Linked DNA regions of Ovis aries: region 2 is linked to region 1. Evidence: chromatin contacts called from public Hi-C data. All regions are on one chromosome and are shown on one strand. The core of a region is the stretch at or near the end of the contact, and the rest is flanking DNA. Distances in the headings are between cores, read along the strand shown.

What was found. Hi-C and Micro-C count contacts between places; a contact is called where the count stands out from the background.
Region 2: a Hi-C map of hypothalamus shows a contact between it and region 1, with 4 times the contacts expected there. The contact joins the promoter of BEND7 here to the promoter of SEPHS1 in region 1. A contact is called at or near these places in 3 of 16 Hi-C or Micro-C datasets (hypothalamus, muscle and skin fibroblasts).

What each region holds. Positions count from the first base shown.
Region 1 is chr13:27,374,591-27,377,458 of ARS-UI_Ramb_v3.0, forward strand. SEPHS1 (selenophosphate synthetase 1) reads right to left here and starts at 1,535. Exons shown (of 9, transcript XM_027976639.3): 1 at 1,227-1,535.
Region 2 is chr13:27,563,484-27,566,316 of ARS-UI_Ramb_v3.0, forward strand. BEND7 (BEN domain containing 7) reads right to left here and starts at 1,460. Exons shown (of 9, transcript XM_060397370.1): 1 at 1,317-1,460; 2 at 267-465. The coding sequence starts at 327.

The DNA of each region.
Region 1 (2,868 bases), core at 285-2,784:
TTCCAAGATTTTTAACAGTAAAAAGTTGAAAACACCTTAAGCCCAGAAGGCACTCAGGAGTTTCAAAATTCCAAATAGAATGAAGGACGTATTCAATCCAAAAAAAAAAAAATCTTACTTTTTTTGGAGATGGGGGAGGCCTGCAGAAAGGTGAAATTAATGGCGGGGCGGGGCGGGGGGGAGGTGGGTTGCATAATATGCAGTCCACTAGAACCCCAAAGCCGCCAGTTTACACCTTTAAAACAATGACATGAATATTTAAAGCAACGGTTAACCCTTTCTTTCCCAGCCACGTTTTAATTTTTCAAACGAGGGCGCCAAGCGGGCCGCAGAGCCGGGGGAGCGCGGTGAGTGGGGGCGGGAAAGAGGGCAGCACAGGCCCGGTACCTACCTCCCCCAAGGTCCCCAAGCCCAGGAAACAAACAACGGGGAGGACGCGACGACTTGGGCGCAAGAGGCGCGTGCCCAGCTGGAAGCACACGTCGGGGCGGCGGAGGGCAGCGCTCGGGGACACCTTAAATCCCTGGCTGCCGCCTTTAAAGGCCACCCGGGCCCGGATTCTTTGTGCGGCGCAGCCAGGAGGAGGCGGAGCGGGGCGGCCGACGGGGCCATGCCCGCCCGCCCGCTCTCTGTCCCGGCGGCAGCGGGAACCGCGCGGCCCAGGCCGCGGGGAGGGCGCGAGGCCCGCACGGCCCCACTAGCCGCGATGGGACTTCGGTTTCGCGGGCCGGCCAGGCCGGGGCGCCAGGCATCAGAAGGCGCCCGCGGGGCCGAAGAGAGGGCGCGCGCGGGCGGGGGTGCCGGGGGAAGGCGGGGAGGGCCCGAAGGCGCCGCGCCCCGGGGACCGGGCTTGGCTCTCTCGCCGCGCGCGCGGGCCGCCGCCGCACAAAAAATGTCGGCGGGCGAAAAAATTAACCCCTGCGTCGCCGCCGCCGCCCTCCCCCTCCACTCCTCCCCCGCCCTCTCCTCCCTCCCTCCTTCCCCGGCCCCGCGCGGCGGCCGCGGCCGCGGCGGCGGCGGCGCGGGCGGTGCTTCTTTTTTAAAGCGGCCCCACCAAGCCCTGGCTCGGCCCCTCTCCAGGCAGCGCTGCAGAGCGCCGGTTGTGCACGGCTCCCGGCGCGCCCGGGCGGCCCGCGGGGGGATCCGCACGGCCGCCTTGGGCCTGCGGACGAATATTCCCCTTTAAGCCTGGTGTCTCGCCCCCCCTCCCCGAGCCAGGCGCTTACCGGTTCGCTTTGCGCCCTCCGCCTCCTCCCGCGAACGGGACTCCGCCGCTCCCACAATGCACCGGGCGCGGCCGGGCTCCCTTAAGCGTCGCCTGAATAAAAAGGCTTCTCCCGGCGGCGGCGCGGAGGGCGGGAGGGCCCCGGGCCGCGCCTGGGCGCCGCGGGGGCTCGGCCTGGCTCGGCGGGCCCCTGCCGGGAACCAGGGCCGCCGCGCTCCGCCGTGCGCCGCACGCGAGGGGCCTTTAAGGGCCGGCTCCCTCCCTTTAAGAGGCGGCGGGCCGCGGCCGGAGAGGCTCGGTGGCTGCGTGCGGCCCGGGAAAGGGGGCGGGGGCGATGTGCAGGCCCGAGCGCGGCAATGATTGGTCTCGGGGGAGGGGTGGGGGGTTGCAAGCCCGACGAGCGGTGGCATCCGTTGCACGATGCAAAAAGGATTGATTTCAAAAGTTGCGAGTTGCATTGGCAGCAGCCTTTGGCGCCCGGGCCACCTCCTTTTCCTTGACCTGCTGGAAGGGCTGGGAATGTTTCCCAAAACCTGGCGAGGTTCAACCGTGCTGCGTTCTGCGGGACGCTGTACCTGCTCCCCGAGCGCTGCCGTCGTTCCTACCGGCAGACAATGAGCACGGAGACAATTTGAAGATCGGGTGAGAGCAGAGGGAATGCCCCCTCTGCCACGACGAAAGATTTAGAAACACAGACGGCGCGTTTGATTAATAACGACTCTCCCTTCCATTGTTCAGCCTGGCTCGGGAGATCCCCCGAGCCTTGGTGAACACGCACACGTCCTGCGAAGTTTCTTGAACGTTTCGTGCGTTTGGTAGGAAGTCAGAGTTTAAGGTTTCTCAGTTACATTGTTTGCTCTCCACAGGTCCAAGTCAACATGGCAGCCTAGTACTGCATGTGTTTGAATGAACACCCAAGGGAGAGATTCAGCTTCTGAGATTACTTTTTTCAGCTTTTTAACTTTCTAATACATTGCTGAAGACAATAAAGTAAAATGCTTTCCTACGACGCCTTTTCGTGCTTCCCTTGAAACCGAGAAGTTGGAAACTGACCAATCTTTTCTAGAGTGGTTCAGCATTTTCCAAATATATTTCGGGGCAGGACTGTTTTTCTGTTTTGTTTTGTTTTTTAACCAAAAGGTACTGTAGGTTCTGTTGTCAGGTTTGTAGGCTACGCAGATGCCTATTTCATTCTTAAAATTTCTGCTTGGAAGTTCCCCAGGGTTTTGATCTGGGCGCAGTCTAGGAGATTGGGCTGTTGCAGGCTCCTCGCGGTCTTTTCTCCGTAGCGCTTCGGGAAGTTAGGAAAGAACAAAGTAGCCTAGATTCTTTAATGTGATGTGTTGGAGTTTTGTCAGAGTGACATAACCTACTGGTTGACAAACCTAGATTTGCCTCTGAATCGCCTGGGGTAACCCACGTGCAGGCACTCCCCAGGCAGCACTCCAGATGTCCAGAATCTGGAAAGGGGGATGAAGATCGCTTAATTCCTCTCATGTCCGCCCTTTTAAAATCGATTTGGTGAGTTGTCCGAGGCATTTTGGTATTGTGTGTTTACTTTTTAGCAAAAAAAAAAGTCACAACTGAGAAAAAAAAAAAAAAAACATCTTGGGAGATTAAGGGTAAGGTGGCTCACTCAAGAG
Region 2 (2,833 bases), core at 210-2,709, 190 kb after region 1:
TTCCTGATGTGCCCTCCGACTTGTTTACGCGGAATCACATCCTGCCTCCCCCCTCACCCCCAGCCGCACAACTTTCCTCGCCGCCCGGTGTGTGTGCGGCCGAAGCCCGACTCGGGGAGGGGACCCGGGGGGGTTGGGGGGGGTGTACCAGGAGCCCCGGCCCTCGGAGTTGGCCGCAGCGCGGGCCGGGGGCTGTTTACGCGGCAGCCAAGTCCTCCCTCGGCCGCCCGCACGCCCCCCGCCCGGCCCGGCCCGGCCCCGCTTACCTCGGTTCACCAGTTTGAAGCTCTGGGATTTCCTGCTCCGCTTCCTCTCCGAGAACTCCATGGTGCGGCGGGCGGGCAGGGCAGGGGCTGCGGCCGGGGGCGGCCAGGCGGAGGGACAGAGAGAGCGGCGGCCGAGGCGGCGGCGGCGGCGCTGGCTCTTGTCACCCGGCAGCGGGAGCGCGGGGACCAAGGTCCGTCTCTTGGATCCGCAGGGGGGAGGCACAAGCAAGGGAAAAACCACTCGAGCCCGCCCGGGGGCTGCGGCCGGCGGGGCCGGGCAGGAGGCGCTCTCCCGGGCGAAGTTGCCCCCTCCTGGCCGCCGCTCAGCTCGCCCCCCGACCCCGGCTCATCCCCGGCTGCCGGGCTAGACGCCGCCGGAGCCGAACTTTCCGTTGGGGAGCGAGTTGGGGGCGGGGAGGGCGGGCCGGGGCTGCCGGCGCCCTGGGCGCTCGCCGCGGGCCGGCCTGGGTACAGCTCCGGACGCGGCGGCGGCGGCGAGCGCGGCCCCGGGGACGCGGCGGGCGGGCCGAGGGCGGCGGCGGCGGCGGCGGCAGGGTGCGAGCCGGGTCGGGGCGCTGACCGCCCCCGCGGGAGGAGGGGCGCCGGGAGGAGGCGGCGCCGCCGGGACCCCGGGGCCACCTGCTGGCGGAGCGCGGCCGCCGCCATCCCCCGGGGCCCGGGCAGCCGCCACCCACCGGCCTGGCCGCGCGGCGCCCGGAGGAGGAGCCAGAGGCCGCGGCGCTGCGCCCTCGGCCCGGCCGGCCCACCCGCCCCCGGGGACCGCCGTCCCTGCCAGGCGCTGGGATCCCGACGCCGGTGCCTCGGGGGCCGGCGAGTCGGGCTGCGGCTGCCCGGGGGAGCCTGGCTCCCGGCTCCGAGCTCGCCTGCATCTTCCCGGGGCCGATCTGGTTCTCAACGGCTCTGGGTGTCGGCGACCCTTCTGGCCAGCCCACTCCTCTCGCCATGAGATTCAGGGTGTCGGAGGGCCAGACACTGGTTTCAGGCAAGTTTTAGGGGGGAAGAAAAATCAACCAAAACCCAAAAACTTACCCATCTGAGCTCTGCAAGGAAAAGAGATTTTAGAATTTACTGATCAGACGAGTATGGAAAAGAGTGAGCTTCAGTTCTTTACTCCAATGCGAGGAGGGATGTAGGAAGATTGGGAGTTAAGTTCAGGGAGAGAACTTCGAATGTGGGGCTTGGAGAGGGTGGATAGGGTGAGCAATGCGACGTCAGTGGGTGCCCCACCTCTCTTCTGACTCTTAGAGAAGACATGGCCAAGGCAGGTGCAGAGGGCTCTGCCATTGGGTGTGCTAAAGCCAGAATAATCCGCAGGAATGGAAAGCTTGTGTTAGTTTTATACTGTATCCTTTTCTAGGGAGCTAAGAGTACCCCATTGCTTTTTCAAAACAACTTTATTGTGGGGATGGAAGAGAATTCTATACCAGCGGGGACTGGCAGGTCAGAAATGTGATCGGATAAGCTTGAAAAGTACCGCCACCAAACTGGTCATCTCTAGACGCAAATACAAAGAGAGTAAAGAGATGGACGTCGGAACCAGCAGTGTGACTAGTTCAAGTGACCTCAAAAGAGTGGAGAGGAAATAAAGGGGGAGAATATGTTGATAAATGTGGTAACACTGCCAGTCTCACGCAAATGAGGAGGCAGCTGCTCAGGACTCACTCTTTTTCTTTTTTTATAATTTTGTGTATTATTTATTTTTGGCAGTACTGGGTCTTCCTTGCTGGGCAGGTTTTTTTCTAGTTTTGGTGCTCAAGCTTCCCTTTGCAATGGCTTCTCTTGATCTGGAGCACCAGCTCAAGGGCTCCATAGTTTCAGTTCCCAGGTTTTAGAGCACAGGCTCAGTAGTTGTGAAACTTAGTTGTTCCTCAGCATGTGGGATCCTCCAGTATCAGGGATGGAACCCGTGTCTCCTGTATTAGCAGGCAGATTCTTTACCATGGAGATACCAAGGAAGCCCCAGGATCCTCTCTTATTTAACAGGAACACCTAAGAGAAAGAGGTAAGTTGGAGGCAACCTGCGTAAGCATATACACACCAGGAAATCAAGGAACCAGATAACCCATCAAACAGCAGAAGCAGAGCCTGGTATACCTTCTGAGGTCTTATGTTAGGCTGTATGTATATATGTAATAAGTGGGGAGGCTGGTTTCAAAGTGAGAAAAAGGACAGTTCAGGGGACTTCCCTGGTGGTCGGGTGGTTAGGACTCCGCACTTACTGCAGGAGGCTCAGGTTCCATCCCTGGTCAAGGAACTATGATCCTGCATGCCAGTGCAGCAGGGCCCCAAAAAACAAACAGAGGAGTGTTCCTTCTGTTCCCTAAAATGAATCCTTAAATAAGAGGTTTTTAATCTTTTGCTCAGTCTCCTTGGAGATTATATTCAGAGTTCAGGGCTTTTTCCTAGAAGATATGTGTAGGACAAACAAAATTGTATACATTTTTTGGAGTTCTAAAAGGTAGCAGAAAGGATTAAAGTGATAACAAGGATTGGTCAACTACTCTATTTGGTTTTCTACTGTTTTGTTTTGTTTTGCCTCTCTTTCT